6 separate regions of the Mus musculus genome follow, and all the other regions are linked to region 1. A link is a contact called in public Micro-C and promoter capture Hi-C data. All regions are on one chromosome and are shown on one strand. Each heading gives the region's core, a stretch centred on a gene start, on an enhancer-like site or on the middle of the called end of the contact. The rest is flanking DNA. Distances are from core to core; before and after follow the strand shown.

Region 1 (3,074 bases), core at 243-2,742:
GTACACTATTTATCAGCCTACCAGAAGACAGAATACTGAAAACACATTATTCCAGGATGTCTGTCTGATTCAGAATATTCCCTCCAAACAGATGTAAGCTCATTATATCATAAAATTTAATTTGGAGATGAGGTCATATAGACAGGAAATGATGTTTTCAGTCTATAAATAAGGATACTGGAGCTGGTTTGAATCGAGACCAGAAAGTACTACTGACTAAAGCGGGACTTTCTTTGACTACCCCTGATGTTCTTTACAAAAGGGAAAATTACACTTTGACTTATTCTTGTCATTTACAAGTGATGTTTTATAGCTTGTTCCAATCTACCCTCTCGGGTGGTAGGAGTATGAATATGGTCCAAAACGTGCAAAGGGGATGTGACAATTTTAAAATGAATTCGACATTAATGAAAACATATTTTGAAGGTTGCAATATGCCGGTATTGAACAGGAGATTAAAAAAAAAAACAAAATCAAAAACAATGTGTAAGGTCAAAGAATTTACAACAATGTCATAAACAAGGGCCAGGAAAACAACGAAACAAATACTACTCCAAGAACTGTTCTATGAAACTTCAGTATGGCAGAGGGTGTTTTTAGTCTCTGGATTCCCTTGGTGCCTTAAAGGGACCTCATAGTGGATACTTTGTGTCTCTAGCTGTCGTTTAGTTACAGCTAGGAAAAGACAGCCGATATGTACCTAACACAGGATCTGGGGTTTTCACATCTCTATCAAGATTCCATCAGTGAAGTCACATGGTTATGTGAGATGTCTGACTTGACAGCAACCTTAGTACTAGGGCACAAACAACATTGGTATTACTCTCACTTTCACCCCAAAGACTCTGCTGACTGAGCCTGTGCCAGAATACATCCAGAACCCAGTAGACTATGCATACTGCATCAGGGTGCAGTCATTTTTTCCCCCTACCACATTCTGAAGTTCCACCTATCTTCGGATGCTCTGGAAGGCAGCCAATGAGGGTATAAAGCTTCACAGATTCATTCGCATCTCTCCAAGAAACCACACCCAACACAAGGCCCTCTTTGTGCCTTAGGAAACAGTGGTGCCACAGTATTACCGTTTTATGCTGCCTGACTCTCTTTGGGTTTTGATTTTTCTTTTTTTAAAAAAAGAAAATATGGGGGGTATCTTTATGTCTCTTTTACTGTTCCAAGCTGCTGGACCCAAATGATCTTCCTGCCTCAGCCTCCTGAGTGGCTGGGATTACAGGCAAGCGCCACCGCAGCCAGCTTGAAGATCCCCATCTGGAAAAATACCTAGTGACTTGGGCAGTGAGAGCCTCCACCAGAGAGAGGGAGCGGAAAGGAGAGCAAAGTCCAAGGGTGAGACCCGCAGGTGCGAGCAGGCGCAGAGCCGCGATCTCAGGCCCGCGCAGGCGCCCAGCACCACCGGCGCACCTGGAGGAGGAGCCAAGGCCGGGACCCGCCCACGCCCGCGGCCGCCGAAGCCCCCTCCCCGCCCTTCCCATTGCGCCGCACGCGCGCGCGCAGGTGCGTGAGGCCGCGCCCGCCGGGGACCCTGCAGACGCGGGCCCGCCATGGAGCACATCCGCACGCCCAAGGTTGGTGGCCCGGGCGGAGGAGGCAGAGAAGGAGGAGGGATGCTAAGCGCACGGGGCTGCCCGGCCGGGAGCTGGACCGCGAACGAGGGAGGAGCTGGCGGCGCCCTAGCATCTCCCAGAGCACTGCGAGGCCGGTCTTTCTCTTGCTAGCTCACAGGCCTAGCTGGCGCTAATCTCTTGTCCTTGGGGGTGAGGTGGTGCGCAGTGGACGCAGGGGTGGGCAGGAGGGAATGGACCCCATTTGTCTGTTGAGTAACAGGGTGCTGATAAACGGTTTTTCTTTAAATATTTTCATTTAAAGAAGGTGCTGGTAGCTCTGAGCAGTTGAAAAGGAAGCAAGCTCTTGAATAGCAGGTGCAAAGAAAGTGCGTTATAGACAGATGGTTTGAATGAACTTGGAAGCTTGTTGAAGCTAAGGATTGGACTCACCCGAAGCATCCTTTCCCATTTTGGAGCTGCTAGGGACCTGCAGCTGAGCCTAGGATACATATTTGCCATGACTGAATGATGGCGTATTCTTCTCTTTCCCGTTTGTTTGGCCCCTTGGGAAGAAGATGCTGCGTATAGATTTCACCCGTGAGTGTGTGTTAAAACACACCGGCGTTTGCCGCTCAACAGAAATGATTATTTCCAGATTATACAGTTAATTAAGACTGGAAGCCTTAGCCATAGTACCAAACCTTGCCACTCTTTGTTGCAATATAATTTAGAATTAAAATAATGATAGAGATTCTTGTCTGATTTTAAAAACCTCTGGGAAGGAAGACCTTTTTAAAAATCCCGTTGTTTCTCTCTTAGTTACCACCACACAGTCTTTTCAGAATCATCTTATATTTAAAATCTAGGTCCCAGACAGACTTGGACTAAAATTATATCCGAGTGCACAGAAGTCATGTGATCCCAGGGCTATTATCATTTCATGGGAACGTATATTTAATTACTTTGCTCCTTATCCAGCAAGAATTTATCCCTACATTCAGAGATGGTTGCCCATACCTCTTAGTAAAAGCCTCATTAATATTGTGTTCATGGAAGAATTAGTCTTCTAGCCTGCTGGAGACCGTCAGTTCCAGCGGTGAGTTTCAGTTGTGTTGACGTTGCCCCATGGAATGAAACTGTTACTTTACAATCAGGAAGTTGTAAACTTAGGAGACAGTGCCATAAACCACAAGATCCGTGGCTCAGGGCTCTCAGGTCTTAAGTGGTACTAAATAATTTATTCAAGAGTGATGAGTTTAACCCATGATTCTCTTTGTCTTTTGCCAAGGGCATTCCTCTTTCATGATGAAGGGGCCCTTTGTACAGGTGGTGTCTTATGTGGATGTCGGCAGCGGGGATGAGAGGGTATTTATCCTGGCACTGGATGGCATTGTCTTATTTGGTGTCAACTTGGGAGAGCGATATCACTTTCTGGACTTTACTCTGTTTCACCTCAGACAAAGCCATATCTCTATATTTTTTTGTTTTGTTTTGAGGCAGGGTTTCTCT
Region 2 (2,936 bases), core at 381-2,880, 500 kb before region 1:
ATCATCGGGGGCACGTGGCTTATAAAGGCTTAAATAATATGTTTAACACAAGGAGGATTTTCCTTAGGGAGGAAGCATGTTGCTAATTAGCATAATTATCTCATGACTTGCCAGAAAAAAACATCCGGGGCTTTTTTTTTTTTTTGGTTTTGTTTTGTTGGGTGCCTTTTGCTCAAGGGAGAATTGTCCGATGGTTTTTAATGCTGTGCCACTTTAAAACTAGTCACATGATTTTTTTCCTAACGTCAGACAGAGTTGATATTACGACAGGGATTTCAAAGATAAGCAAGAGGTGTTATCTACTGGAATATGGAGGGAAAAAAAGGGGGAGTCGGGCCTGCTCGGCTGGGTTTGTGCCTGCCTTGGCTGCCCTCACAGTGTGACCATGTGCAAGTCACTTGGCTTTTCTGAGCTTCGGTTGCCTCACTCAAATAATAGAGATAATAATCTAACCTATTTACAGCAGGGTCTACTTGTGAGCGAAGAATGGATCATTGTTCACGTGAAAGCACTTAAAGCTATAAACAGCAAAGCTATTAGATCATCCAGCATTCGTGGTATAGGCAACCTCTGAAATGCTGCTTCTGCTCCCTCACCCCCACCCCCGTCCCCCGCCTCTGCGCTCCAAGAAATGTACTGAAAATGCTTTTTCAGCAATCCCAGGCCACGTAGTTTTATATATGTATACACACATGCATACATTAAACTTAGAGTTCTGGGTTGTCTGACATGTTCAGGAATGTTTTTATCTGTTACAAGCAGGCTATCAATCTTTAGGGAAAAAACCTTATATTAAAATATGCTTAGTGGAGGCTGAAATTTCCTCAGTTTGATTCAAGAACAAGGACTTTGGCTTTCAAGTGGCCAGACCTAGCTTCTCTTCCTAGCTTCTCCCACTACCCCAACCCCACCCCCATCTGAACTTCTAACAGTCGGAGTGCTGGTTTCTTTAATCTTTAATAGGTGCTCGCTAGTAATCTGCTCGGAAGTCTGAAGACAATATAGGGCGCAGGTGGGACTCTCCGAGAACAATCAGTGCTGCTTCCTTATAAACCCTTACGCTGATAAGCCTGCAACTTCCCCACCTCCCAACTCCAAAGCCCTTCGCGGGACAGGGAATTCTGGCTGCGAGGGGACCCAGGAGGAGCCAATCCTCCCTCTGGCTAGCTAGCCTGTCCGACGGTCCTGGGGCCCCAAAGTTGGGCTTGGCAGAGCTTAGCTTTCCCACCAGGACGTGAATGGTTTGGGGTCGCGCGGGACAGCCAGCCAAGCGCGCAGTCAGCAGCGGTGGCTTTGCGACACACGTGGCAACAGGTGCAGCGCGATCCAGGACGTACGCCCGGGGCTTGTGGCTTATGTTGACGTTTAGCCAGGGAGCCCGACCCGGCTGGCGACCGTAGTGGAGCTCCGCGGGAGTCATCGTGCCTCAAGGAACCCCTGCTCGTCTCTCAGGTTAGTTTTTTTGGGGGGCACTGCCCCTTCTGCCCCCCTCTCCCCCCCGCAACCTGGCCTTTGTCTGGGCTCTAGGAGCCGCCGCGGGCGAGGGGCGAGGCCACCCAGCCCAGGATCCTCCGCCTTCGCTCCTCCCCCTGGCGGCCCGGGGCGGGGAGGCTGGGACGCCCGGGCTCCGGGTTCCCGGTTCCCGCCTGGCCGCCAGGGTGCTGGTGCGGGTTGGGGTCGATCTGCAAGCCCCAGGTACAGACGTCTCCAAGGCAGGACCCGCCGAGGGTGCAGAACGCCGTGGCTCCCCCCAGGGCTGGCTCCCCGGCTCTGCGGGCAAGCGCGGAGTGGATCCCATTCCGTCGCCCATCCCGGCCGCGGTGGGGACCTCCGGAGAACGAGGAGCTGGGGAGCGGCGACTGCAACGCACTCACGGTGACCGGACTGGCTTTCCGGGGAGGGGGGCGGGTGTCCTAGTGGGTTTCAAAGTAGGAGGAGTGGGGAGGCTGAGCTCACGTGGGACCCGCGGGGCTCCTGCAGGACAGCGGGCTGCAGTTGCTGTCACCTTGAAAGTGACCGAGGCGGTGGGTTTATTGTGGATAAAGGACAACTGTCAAGTTTGCATCCTCGGTGGAAAGCCGCCCACCAAGCGCTGGATTCTGGCTCTGGACCTGGCAGCCTCAGGCTTCCGGCTGGGCGACTTGCCGGGGTCCATTCCCACTAAGCAGTCAGGGCAGAAAATATGGGAGAAAGGGAATTAGTGCAGTTCCCCAGGTCCTCATGCGGGTTTTACTCCCTGCAGCCTGCGGGTTCTTACAAACTCTAAGGGAAAGCCCACGTTGAGGGTCGCCGTATTGATTACTCAATAGAGGACTTAGCTCGAATTTCCGCGAAGTCTTTGCGCCCCCCCCCCCAACTAGGGTGATCTGTTCACTTTTCACTTGTAAAAGTGACACATTGAATTGTAAACATAGCTTGCATACTGGCACTCACTCTGCAAAATGCTACTTTTAAATTGTCTTGTGTTCTACCAGAGGAAATCCAGTGTATTTTGTTTGTCTTAAAACCAGAGTCTTAGGCAAAACAGGAGGAAAGCGAGCTTTCATGTTCTGCCAGGTGATTGGAGTTCAATCAAGGTATCAAATCACAGCGCGGTGGGGGTGGGAGTGGATTCCGGGGATCCGGAGACAACTTGTGGGAGGGCAAAAAAGAGGTGGGGTCGGGCCCCCGCTAAACATATGACCTCTGTAAGGAATGTTTTACAAATAGGTTATCAGTTTAAATAGTTCATCCCCGTTCTCTCCAGCAATCCCTTTAGGGCAATCTGTACTCTGTTGTGTGGGTGTGTTTAAACTTCTTGTTTACAGATTTATTTCTCAAGAACTGTATCGATAAGAAAAGTTATGCAAGAAAACCTGTTCCTGCCCTGTTTTTTTAAAAAAGGCATAGAATTTAGTTTAAAATACTTTTAAAATGTTGTATCGATCTTCACCTGA
Region 3 (2,743 bases), core at 10-2,509, 330 kb after region 1:
CACTATTTCACCCAATCTTGTCATATCCTTTTAGTCTTGATGTAGAAATATTCCCTAGGCTAATTCTTGAAGTCATTTACATGACAATTAAACAGAGAACAGTGTGTGTTGGAGTGGAGTGGGGGGGGTAGGGGGACACAGGACACATCCCTTACTCTTCTTGCCTTAACAGTCTTTACCTTATATCAGAACTACATTGTAGCTCAACGTTTTTATATGATACTTCTGCAGTTAGCTTCACTCATAGTTTCCCACCTTTCATGACCTCTCTTCCTGTTTGTTCTAACCTATCATGTCAGGGATTCTGGGTTTATTGAGAGAAAGAGAAAGAGAGGTGTACTACTTTTGAGTAACGTTTCCCTTCCCAGTATAGCAACACCTCTCTTGGGACTGCTGTACACTAATTGGCAGACTCCAATATCTAAAGAAGCCTTCAGAATGCATCCAGCACTCGCTTCCAGGAATATTTGCTCTTGCTGTCTCTCACTCATCACTTACTTCTTCGTGTTTATGCCTGTCAAGTCCTTTAGTTGTGACACTGTGTGTCGTGGGGTGGGGTGTCTGGTTTGTATTTGGTTGCTCGACGGTAGCTGCAGCAACCAGAACGGTGCTGAGGCATGAGTGACAGCATCATCTTCATCTCTCCCAGAGCATCCTAGTGCACAGAGACGTGCCTGGCGTGGATCTACGCTGCTCACTGGAGGTTCCTCACTCTCTGTTACAGGAGCTCGCAGTGCTTCCACAACCTCCACTGTCAAGTGTCAGTCAAGTGTCACCGCGACCCCCAAGCCCTCCCTGGGCAGGTGGCACACCTGGCAGTCCAGCCCTCTGGCGTCACCTGCGCGGTGCGCGCACGCGCTCAGGCACTTACCGTCTCCTTGGCAGCAGCCACCGGGATGGGCAGCAGCCCCCTGCCGCGGGGCGGGTCCTCGAGTTCCGGGGCCGCTAGCTCCGAGGGGTCGGCTCTGGGGTCCCCATACAGCTGGTAGCACACAAGGCCGACCAGCCCCCCGCCAGCCGCCGCCGCGATGCTCAGCTCGCCCCAGCGTCGCCGCCGCCACGCCGCCTCCGCGACGGCCCCCTCGTCCTCCTCCCGGCAGGAGAAGGGCCGGCCCGACATCCCGGGAGCCGTCCCCGCAGGCCGCCCCCACGGTGAGAGGAAGGGCTGCTGAGGGGCGAGCGCCGGCGACAGCCGAGGCGGCGGCCACAGGAACCTCCGCAGCGCAGCCATAGCGGGAGCTGCGGGCCGGGCCGAGCCGAGCCGAGGGGACGGAGGGGGGCGGGAGGGGCGGGCCGAAATCTCGCGAGAAGTCGGCGCGGTGCTGGAGCTCGGAGCGGACCCGCGGTCCTCCGTAGCCCGGGCGGTGCTTCCCCGAGAGTCGCCGTGGGATGCAGCGCACGGGCGAGAGAAGCTCCAAAGCTTCCCAAGTCCAGGCTGTTCTCCTTCCTGCTTCCTCAGCCCAGCCACGCCGTGGTAGAGGACGGCGCCCGTAACCACGGCTGTGGGCAAGGGACCCCCAACCCTGGGGAACCGCTGGGAGGCGGAACTCCAGGAGCCGAGCTGCGGGGTGACCCGGCGCCCCTCCAAGACAGGCCGCGCTGCTCTGGGTGCCCTGCTCGGTGCCGAATTCTCTGATGCTCCGAGCGCTTTGTGGTTGCGTGCAGACCGTTGCTTCAATCATAAAGTCTGCAGTTCTGAATGAATATTTTTGGACTCCATAAGGCTGGCTTCTGGACTTTGGGCAAGGACAGGCTAATGATTTATAGTTAGTGTTAATATTTTTTAGGAACTACTAGTATGTGTATGTGACATTACTCAGTTCAATAAAACCGTCAAATATGTGAAACAACGGGTTTTCATCATTCTTATGACTCAATTGTGTGTGTGGGTGACTGATGGTATAAATGTAACTGAGAAGTGCAGTGTGCCCTCTTTTATGCACGTTATACAGTGTGTGTGTGTGTGTGTGTGTGTGTGTGTGTGTGTGTGTGTACACGTTGCCAGCATCAGCTTTACTGACTGAGTTATGCCTGCATTGCTCTTTGTGTGGAACGGTGCCAGGAACCCCTGAAAAGTTTCAGATCTAGAAGGATAGTCAGCAACATCCAAGTTTAATTGCTTGGTTTTCTGGCCTATATCCTACTATGTCTGTCCCTCACCCCTTATCTTCAAGTAACCCATTATATATGCTGTGTTACGTTTTGCTTTAATAGAGATTAATACAGTTTTACTTCCTTAAAGCTCCTAAAAATGGTAAAAAAGATATCTGTGACATATAAGGACAGTATCTATTTTAGGTTATCTGTTTTCCACTGAAGCCTGTTAATTCCACTAGCATGACTTATGGCAGCTCCATACTTTCCCAGGAATTTTTTTTTTGTCGTCTCTGATTTCAAACATTTTTAGGCATTTAGTTCCCTAAGGTATGCATGTATAAGTGTGTGTGTGTGTGTGTGTGTGTGTGTGTGTGTGTGTGTGTGTGTGTGTGTGTGTGGCGATGTGTGTGTACCATAGGTCCTCTAAACTTGTCTTTGACCTGAGCACAATTTCCTGGTATTTTTATAATATTCCAACATGGACTATTACCAGAAATCTTGGACAGACTAGATTTTTATTCATGGCACTTAAAAAGCTAAGAAGCTATAAAGAGAAATAGGAAAGTAATACATACTGTCATTACAATGGTATGTATATGACATATGCACATAGTTATTTTTTTCAATCATAATTTATAGGCCATAT
Region 4 (2,780 bases), core at 258-2,757, 390 kb before region 1:
GCTGGTTGTCACAATAAGGAAACATTTATTTTACTTTTTTTTTTTTTTTTTTTTTTAGTTTCATGTGCCTTTTTTTTTCCATATTTATATTTGTTTTGATTGCTGGGCCTGTTTATTTCCAGACACCAAGCAGTAGGCTTCCTGTTTTACCCAGAGCAACTTGACGTTTGGAATGCTTCCAAAACTGCAAGAAAGATTTTCATTTAAAACCGGTTGTTCCCAGAACACAGCATGGGAAGTGAGCAATCTCTCCAAACGTAGATGAATCTGGAATAGTAGCATGCATTTGAGAACATTTTTACACTCTTTTTTTTTTTTTTTTTTTTACTACACGGGGAACGAAGTTTGCGCTTGTTGAAAAATGAGGCAGTGTATCCAGGCGCACAGGCACACGCTGCTTTTCCCAGTAACCTCGGAGGAGCAAAGTGCAGGATCTCCAGTGTATATGCTGGGTCATTAGATTTCGGTGACATCTGCAGAGTAGACTGTGACAATGACCAGAAAGACAGCGGGGAAGACAGCTCTGTGGGAGGTGTTTGTGGAAAGGGTACAGGGGGCAGTGAGGTAAAGGAGGAAGGGTTTCCTGGGAAAATGGGAGGGCTTTAGGGTGGAGGAGGCAGACCAGCAAGCAACTGTGAAGAACTTACTAAAACTTAAACAAATCATCTATGAAATACTATAATGAAGCCTATTACTTAGCATGCTGACAAACAAACAAAAATAACACATGTACTCATTTATTTGGTGGCAGGGTCTCAGTGCGCCTCCTCAGTTGGCCTACAAAACCTCTGTAGACCAGGCTGTCTTGGAACTCAGAGATCCACCTGCCTCCCCACCCCCAGCCCCCAAGCAATTAAATTAAAAGTGTGTGTCACCATGCCCAGTCTAACAAATTTTTTAAAAAGGAGCCTTCGAGAGGAAAGAAAAGCATTTCAAGTCCAATAATCAGAATTTTCCTCAGTGCTTATCCCATGATTTCTTTTTTCTTTTCTTTTCTTTTTTTTTTTAAATCTCTGCTTTTTAATCATACCCTTTCATCGTCTGTTTGAAGACACAAGGGGATTTAAACCGCATCCTAGATTTAAGTGCACTACCGGCTAGCTTCAGCATTTCTCCAAAATGGGAAACCGTTTGAATAGTGTGTCTTAGTTCTGCCTACTGTATAATTGTACTTTGTTCAGCCTGTGTCATGAGTGCAGTGCCACTCTTGTTCCTTTTCGTCACCTGGTATAATTTACTGCGTCACTGTGATAGCAGACTCACATTCGTTCTCTCTCCCCCTGCCCCCTTACATACACATGCGCGTATGCACACACAAACGGACTCAAGGACAGAAATCGCGGGACTACCCCAACAGACACAGGAAAGGACTTTCAGATTTGTCAACTTAACTGGAAGAGTAAAAACTATGAAGTGGAGTTGGAGGGATGGCTCAGCAGGTGAAAGTGCTTGCCATGCAAGCCTAGTGACCTGCGCTTGATCCTGGAACTCATAGTAAAAGGAAACCAGCTCTAGGAGGTGGTCCTCTGACCGCCACAGGACCGCAGTAGTCTTTGAGAACCTGTACTCTCATGCACATAACATCATGAACACAGACAACAATGGTGAATTAAAAATAAAGGCCACGAAGTCACTATTTTGCCTCTTCCCTGCCTCCAGTGTTTTATGTTTCTGAGTTGCTAAATCTGTTTGGCTCATGTGCATAACTCCCCATTAAATCTTCACAGTGAGAACTAAAGCCATTGGCCCTGTTGACGAGTTCCACCCATCCTGATCCCCGATCTACTCCAGCCTGCCACCATGTGTACGTCCCAACGTAAAACATGGTTCAGATGCTCTGGTGTGGCGGCAGTAGGCTGGTTGTGAGCCCCATGTGGTGGTGGTGGTTATAAAAATTAGTTAACCTCACGCGCATCTTCTTTGTGCTTTTCTTTCCTTCCTCTTGCAGTTGAAAAGGGCAGGCAGAAGAATCCCAGGAGCCTATGCATCCAGACCCAGACAGCTCCAGATGTGCTGTCCTCCGAGAGAACGCTTGAGTTGGCCCAATACAAGACAAAATGTGAAAGCCAAAGTGGATTCATCCTGCACCTCAGACAGCTTCTTTCCCGTGGTAACACCAAGTTTGAAGCGCTGACCGTTGTGATCCAGCACCTCCTGTCTGAGGTAAGGACGTCTATCAACCCTCACTGGTGGGCGGCGGGGATGCTTGTCCTACAAATGTGCTTAACTTAGTGACTGCAAGAGCTAGAACTCTATTTCTCTGCTCCCCGTCTCTCTGCGCCCCAATTCCTGTGTGTGTGTGTGTGTGTGTGCGCACGTGTACTCGTGTGTTTACCCATGTGCGTTTATGGTGAAGACTAGAGAAAAATCTCATTTATTTCCAGGGAGCCATCTACCTTCTTCTCGAGACAGGGTTTCTCACTAGCACGAAACTCTACTCGTTGGTCTCTCTGGCTCGCAAGCAAATCCCAGAAATCTGCCTGTCCCCACACCCCCAATACTCCAGCCCTCAAAACTGCCTGGCTTTTTTAAAACTGAGGGTCCTAGAGATTAAACTGAGGAATTTGTGTTTATGACCAAGCTAACCCCATGCCATGCCCCAAACTATAATTTTATCACCCACTTTCTACTTGTGCCAGTCTCTAGATGGATTTGGAGTTACAATAACTTTCTGTTATCGTCCCTCCCTCCTTTTCTTTGTGTGGTGGACAAGCCTGTGGACAAGCCTGTGTACATGCGGGTGCTGGTGCCCAAGCATGCAGAGGCTAGAGCAGGATGCT
Region 5 (2,932 bases), core at 203-2,702, 350 kb after region 1:
GGCTTTTTCTGAATAGGGCACAAAACAAGACGGAAATTCTAATCTTAAGCCAGTCTTTGAAACCCTATGCGCAGGAAAAGAATACATCTGACCAGTGATTCTCAATTTTTCAGCCACCTATGGATTTCCCTAGGCCAGCCAGTGGAACAAAGTTTTAACATATAACTAACATATATCTATATAAGTTTTAACACATATCTAACTCCCTCAGGCCAATTTATTTATTTTACAAGTATGAGTAGGAACTCCTAAAGCTTACCAGTAATTTTGAAATCTCTGATACTCATCAAGAACCAAAATTATTTCTGGCTAGTTATTTTGAGATTTTTATACTTGAAGTGTGAACTTAACAACAACAACAACAACAACAAACAACAAAAGGGTTAGCTTCTAGGAAGCTACAGCTAAGACAAAAGGAAATGTTCTTAGATTGGATAAGGGTACAGAAGCAGCTATCGTTTATTTCACTATTGTAGATAGTATTTTTTCATTCATAGCAAATTATAAGAATGTGAGCGAGCCTACTTGAGTGGACTGTTCTCGCTCCCCTCCCCCTCATGATTATATTGTGCTATTTGACTATTCTAATGAGCCCAGGACCTCCACACACAATTTATCATTTCCATAGACATAAGGGAATCCTGGTTATATCATTTGCTGAGTTAAGATAAACATTAAAGAGAACTTGAGGTGGGGGGGGGGCAAGGCGTTTCTACCCTAAGCTTGATTATGTAAAGAAAATCCCCCATCTAAATGATAAAAGAAAAGAGTAATGCTTGTACATTTTATTAGTGTTTTAAAATTAGTGAGTTAAACTGTCAAAGCTTTGATTTTCCTTTCATGTGTGTCTGGGCAGGTCTAAGCCTCAGGTAACGCCCTTTCCCCTTCTTCCTCCTTGCTTTTCTTTGCACCTGTCCACTGCAGGCTCCCAGCAGCTCCAAGGAGTCCAATTCTCTAGCGCCTTCATTTTTCTCCTCCCACTCATCTCCGGTTCTGTACGCCCCCCCCCCCACTCTCTTCAGTATTCTTCAAGTTGGGCTCCTTCTCCCAGCTATCTATCTCTGTAAATGAGCTCACATCAAAGGTGGTTGTTTGTTCAGCAGCGGCTAAACAACATCATGGTTGTCCCAGAGACAACGTAGTATACCAGGTTGTTGGCTGAGCCTCCCCGAATTTGCTAGCTGACTGACTTTGGCCTAGTGCAAGGAAAGAGTTTTCCAAGTGCTCCGTTTTAGTCACTTCCGAGGAGCACAACGTGTAGAGAGAGAGGAGGCTGGTTTAAGATTTCAAACAAAACCAACCTCCCCGGCGCGCATGAAAGGACTTGATTAGCATATGTCAAGAGGACCCGCATATATACCGGGAGTGTATGTACACAGGACTCTGATCTGATCAGTTTGCTGAGCTGGAGCCTCAGCCCCCAGCTCCAGCCCCAAATCAGCAGCCTCAGCTCTAGATGTTTCTGCAAGGCCAGCAGCCAGCATCCTCCTACCCAAGGAGAGAAGATCAATCTAAGAGGGTGCACTGCACCGTCCCCACAGGGACCTCACAGGAGTAACCCAGCCTTAACTTTTTTGGTACCTATTTGGCTATAATTTTTCTGCATTCGCCTCGCCACCCTTGCTACACTTTTTATTGGCGGTGCAGAGGGAAGTCTCCTGTTTTCTGGAATTTCAGTCATCCTGTCCGGCCCGTCCATGGCTCCCTTGACCGAAGTCGGGGCTTTCTTGGGCGGCCTGGAGGGCTTGAGCCAGCAGGTGGGGTCGCACTTCTTGCTGCCTCCTGCAGGGGAGAGGCCACCGCTGTTAGGGGAGCGGCGGGGCGCGTTGGAGAGGGGCGCCCGCGGCGGGCCCGGTTCCGTGGAGCTGGCGCACCTGCACGGCATCCTGCGCCGCCGGCAGCTCTACTGCCGCACCGGCTTCCACCTGCAGATCCTGCCCGACGGCACCGTGCAGGGCACCCGGCAGGATCACAGTCTCTTCGGTAGGTACAAGCATCCCGCCCTTACGCCCTCAACCCCCGCCTCCTCCTCTTCCTCTTCTCGCCTCCCACCACCACCCTGGCAGAAGGGAATGAGCGGGAGCTGTGTGCTAACCTGAGCCTCTAGACATTTGGGGTGCAAGGTCCCGGGCTCAGGGCGTGTGAGAAATTGTCCTGCCATGCAGGAGAGCAACTCTAGGTGCAGGGGGTGGAGGGTGGGGAGAGGGAGAAAGGGCGGATGGGTCCCTCACTCCTGGTACAATGCTGCTCTGTTTGCTCTACTGCCTGGGGCACAAAGTGTTGGACTAGGAACCATGATCTGTCCCCCAACCTTGCCTGCACTCCTTCCTTCACAGTCAATTTTATTATTTTAGGAGGTCCCTATTCAGAGTTCTCTTCCTTCCACACTTGCAGTTCTGTGGCTACCTTTTTGAAAATTAGTAACGGGAAGCATCCCAGTTCTTAAAACATGCCCCGCAGTTATGCAGCTAGTTCTGCCCCTGTCTCTCTCCGAAGGGATGGTTCTTAAACAGGATGTGAATCTTCACGTGTCTACTTAGAGGTCTGCCTGGCTGCAGTTCTCTGTTCTGGTTTGGGGAGGAGAGTGAAGGAGATGGAGCAAGGGAGGAGGGAGAAGGACTGAGCATGCCCACCTGGCCAAGATTCTCTTTAGAAATTGCGAAACTGGAAAGCAGAGATCTTGGTATTGACCTTAGGTAAGAGGAAATGGGGGAAGCGAAAGAAGATATGGCTGGGAACACAGAGAATCTTTTCTACATACAACAGCAATGCCCGGGAGCAGAAGGGGTTAATAGGATGAAGGGACTCTAGATTAGATCAGTAAAGTATCTAGTCTTAATGACTCCCCAGCCAGCCAGGTAGCTAGCAAGTGCCCCCCTCAGTGTGAGTCTTGCTTTCTGGCCCGCACAACAGACAAGTCAGGTTAAATCAG
Region 6 (2,937 bases), core at 61-2,560, 260 kb before region 1:
ATCATACCTGACGGTAGGTAACACCACGGAGGGCAGACATCCCCCCCCCCATGTATTTGAAATCTGCTAGTTACAGAAAATTATCTAGCCTCGATTGTCACTTTGCTTCCGTATTTGAGACAAAAGTCACAGAAACAGATCACTACTGCCCTATGTCAACGCTGATCTGTCAAGGTTACTCCCTGCAGCGTGACAATAGGCTCTCACAAAAACAAAACAAAAAAACAAAACAAAAAAACCAAAAAAAAACCCACTACCCCAGGAACAAGAGGAGGGCCTGCAACCAATTAGCTTGTCAACCAATTAGAACCCAGGGTTTTCTTTCTCTTCCTCTACCCGTTTTGTGGTGAGCCACATCTCTGTCTGGACTGATGGAGAGAAATACAGTTAGAACGTAGAGTACAGGGATCTTTGCCTGCCCCCTTACCACCCCCCCTTATATATTTTAACTTTGTGATCTTCATAGTCAATAGCAACTACACGCCTACAATTTTAACATTCCCATACAAAGTTTTAACAGTAGATGAGACAAGGTAGCAAAGGGGGGGAAACCGCTATGGCATGGATTACTGATGGCAATTCTTTTTACTTCTCTTTGAGAGACGATTTTCTCAAAACAAAATATTATCCAACCAGAAATGGTCACTGTTGAACCTGGACTAGGCAACAACAACAAAGACAAGCTTTGCACTGAAACCTAAAATCACTTTTCCTGAAAAACATTTTTCTGCACATATTTCCCCTTAAGCGCTTACTCTATCTTTTCTCCATATCAAATTTTCTGGGCAATTTTTTTTCTTTCCTCTAAAGGAAGATAGGTGAATGGCAAAGTCCAGATAAGTAAAAATTAAAGACCCAATTGAGGTTATTACAAATGAACAACCACAGCAATAATGACGTATTTTCTTTCCTTTTAAAGTACTGAATCGGTATGGCCAGAAAGCTAAAGTAAAACATGTACTACTTCGAAATTTCCCGTGGGCAAGCAACTCTCCCAAGGTTACACAACCGGATGAACAGCTGATGCAGGATTTTGGAAGGTTCCTAAAGACAACTGGTGGTTTGTAACACGTGGGGACACTCACCTCCATAAAAGCAAACCCACAGCTGCAGTACAGACACAGCGGTTTCACTCAACTAGATGAACGTGAGGTTTTGTTTGTTTGTTTTTAGCATGTAACTTTGTTCCCAGGGCAAGGGAAAGCCGGATGAAGCAAAAAGTGAAATAGAGCAAGCAAAGCCTTGGGCGCTGGGGTAACCAGAGTAGCGGCTCAGTCAGCACTCCGTCCTGGCTCGGTCGCAGCACAGGCACCAAGCAGGCGCCCTTTCTCTTCAGCAATGGCTGGCCAATAAATCACCCTGAATGCCACCGGGTACCACCTGTTCCCTTTTCCCAGGCTGCTAGTGCCAGCTACTCTCCACATGCCACCACAAGCAGGAAGATGCCCTTCCCCAAATTATTTCAAACCCAACTCGCAAGTGCTACTGTTAAAAAATGCCCACGATCCGTGGTGCTTATTGCATGCCTGGTACCTGACACCCTTTAGTTTATTGTCCTATGAAATAAGATGAAACCCACTGCATGTGACTCAATTATCCCATGTCAGAGAGCCTGCATATCAGATATCTGCATTATGATTCGTAACAGTAGCAAAATCACAGTTGTGAAGTAGCAATGAAATGATTTTACGGTTGGGGGTCACCACAGCATGAAGAACCGTATTAAAGAGTCACAGCATAAGGAAGGTTGAACAATAGTTGCTCTGAAGCCTTTCTTTGTAGGCAGGCAACGTACAGCATCATCAGTTTGCTGAAGTCTCCATCACCGGCCACCTGCTCCTCCATTACTACAGCACTGTCCCCCACCTCTAAGCCACAGGTAGCTGGACCGGAAACAGCCAGACGGGGCAGACTCAGATGTCCCCCAGACTCTAAAGAAAATGACTGGGGCACACAAGTTCATACTGGAATAGTATCTAGGGAGCTGACTGAATGTGCTTGCCATGCCGGGAGACGTAGCCAGAGGGGCGTCAGCTGCATTTTCTCTTCCCTCCAGCCCTGCTGAGTTTGCAGTGTTAGACTGTTCTCTACTTTGTTCCAACTAACTCCCTGGTCATATAAGCTATGCTGAGCTGTCGGGTCACTAAAACCAGAAGTTGTCAATGGAGGTCTGCTGGTGCTGCGGAGGCTGCTCTATCGCCTCTGCTTTCATTCAACCCTGAACTGGTTATCTCTTAACCGAGAGTGCTCCACTTCCTGCTAATTCACCTTCCTTCTGGCATCAGGCTGCCAGCTGGAATACCTTGAGAACATCCGTATTTTCCCAGTAAGGTATTTGGGGCGTTAGTACCCATTAGGTCTGCCCTTTACACGCATCTGCTAACACCAGATGTTTGGTGTGGATTTTGCAAGGAAGAAGGTATTTCACAGGTGTGGGGTTCCTACATTTCAGAAGCTCAAAGCTGTTGTGGCTGTTGTCCACTGACTATTGGTCTGGTGTGATCTTCCGTGCAAGATGTAATTTCATGCTGGCCAGATGTTGTGGTGTCCAAATTGCCCCTCTCTGCAAGAAGAAAGTTCAGACTGGGTGTACTAGCACATTTCCTGTAATGGCAGCTCTCAGGAGGCTGAGGTGGGAAGATCAGCATCTCAGATCAGCCACACAATGAGTCCTAGGCCAACCTGGGCTACATGGGGAGGTGCTGACTCAAATCAAAGAGAACCAAAGTAAATCAAAACAGTTAAATAAAGCAAGACATGGGGGGAGGGGTGTCATTTAGTATTCCTTCTTGAGGAAACTGTAAAAAGTGGCCATGATTGTTTTAAAAGCAAATCATATGACCTTAATTCAACATTTATTAATGTCAGTTAATGCCATTTAATGTCAATTCTAGGATGCCAAGAGAATTCAGATGATCTGAAGGAACCCGTGCACTT

What was found. Promoter capture Hi-C pulls out the DNA fragments that hold promoters and counts their contacts. Hi-C and Micro-C count contacts between places; a contact is called where the count stands out from the background.
Region 2: a promoter capture Hi-C map of liver shows a contact between it and region 1. The contact joins the promoter of Mtus1 here to the promoter of Mtmr7 in region 1. A contact is called at or near these places in 1 of 39 promoter capture datasets (liver) and 1 of 484 Hi-C or Micro-C datasets (embryonic stem cells).
Region 3: a Micro-C map of embryonic stem cells shows a contact between it and region 1, with 6 times the contacts expected there. The contact joins the promoter of Micu3 here to the promoter of Mtmr7 in region 1. A contact is called at or near these places in 3 of 484 Hi-C or Micro-C datasets (embryonic stem cells and rod photoreceptor) and 1 of 9 other capture datasets (adipose tissue).
Region 4: a contact with region 1 is called in a promoter capture Hi-C map of embryonic stem cells. The contact joins the enhancer-like site here to the promoter of Mtmr7 in region 1. A contact is called at or near these places in 4 of 39 promoter capture datasets (the HPC-7 cell line, cranial neural crest, embryonic stem cells and 1 more), 1 of 484 Hi-C or Micro-C datasets (embryonic stem cells) and 3 of 115 datasets of contacts at active chromatin or transcription factors (embryonic stem cells and extraembryonic endoderm stem cells).
Region 5: a contact with region 1 is called in a promoter capture Hi-C map of liver, with 4 times the contacts expected there. The contact joins the promoter of Fgf20 here to the promoter of Mtmr7 in region 1. A contact is called at or near these places in 7 of 39 promoter capture datasets (the HPC-7 cell line, cranial neural crest, embryonic stem cells and 4 more).
Region 6: a contact with region 1 is called in a promoter capture Hi-C map of liver. The contact joins the enhancer-like site here to the promoter of Mtmr7 in region 1. A contact is called at or near these places in 13 of 39 promoter capture datasets (the 3T3-L1 cell line, the C10 cell line, the HPC-7 cell line and 8 more), 3 of 484 Hi-C or Micro-C datasets (nephron progenitors, olfactory sensory neurons and pancreatic cancer cells), 4 of 115 datasets of contacts at active chromatin or transcription factors (differentiating embryonic stem cells, embryonic stem cells, forebrain and 1 more) and 2 of 9 other capture datasets (macrophages and pancreatic islet).

Annotation. Positions count from the first base shown.
Region 1 is chr8:40,633,210-40,636,283 of GRCm38.p6, reverse strand. It overlaps Mtmr7 (myotubularin related protein 7), which reads left to right and starts at 1,492. Exons shown (of 14, transcript NM_001040699.1): 1 at 1,492-1,586. The coding sequence starts at 1,563.
Region 2 is chr8:41,132,420-41,135,355 of GRCm38.p6, reverse strand. It overlaps Mtus1 (mitochondrial tumor suppressor 1), which reads left to right and starts at 1,630. Exons shown (of 14, transcript NM_001005863.2): 1 at 1,630-1,875.
Region 3 is chr8:40,306,539-40,309,281 of GRCm38.p6, reverse strand. Micu3 (mitochondrial calcium uptake family, member 3) reads right to left here and starts at 1,259. Exons shown (of 15, transcript NM_030110.2): 1 at 872-1,259. The coding sequence starts at 1,231. Mir7666 (microRNA 7666) reads left to right here and starts at 1,353; the gene lies at 1,353-1,407.
Region 4 is chr8:41,021,763-41,024,542 of GRCm38.p6, reverse strand. Mtus1 (mitochondrial tumor suppressor 1) reads left to right here. Exons shown (of 14, transcript NM_001005863.2): 6 at 1,949-2,163. It overlaps B430010I23Rik (RIKEN cDNA B430010I23 gene), which reads right to left. Exons shown (of 3, transcript NR_015457.2): 3 at 327-2,158. Among named protein-coding and RNA genes, the nearest start is that of B430010I23Rik, 5.4 kb to the right of the region's middle. Within about 2 kb of position 1,507, at least 17 of the 459 cell types and tissues checked have an H3K27ac peak or open chromatin away from gene starts, as enhancers often do. A contact at or near this core is called in embryonic stem cells, where this site is marked.
Region 5 is chr8:40,285,473-40,288,404 of GRCm38.p6, reverse strand. Fgf20 (fibroblast growth factor 20) reads left to right here and starts at 1,452. Exons shown (of 3, transcript NM_030610.2): 1 at 1,452-1,983. The coding sequence starts at 1,698.
Region 6 is chr8:40,895,129-40,898,065 of GRCm38.p6, reverse strand. All of the region lies in intron 1 of Slc7a2 (solute carrier family 7 (cationic amino acid transporter, y+ system), member 2), which reads right to left. Among named protein-coding and RNA genes, the nearest start is that of Pdgfrl, 30 kb to the left of the region's middle. Within about 2 kb of position 1,310, at least 21 of the 459 cell types and tissues checked have an H3K27ac peak or open chromatin away from gene starts, as enhancers often do. A contact at or near this core is called in liver and pancreatic islet, where this site is marked.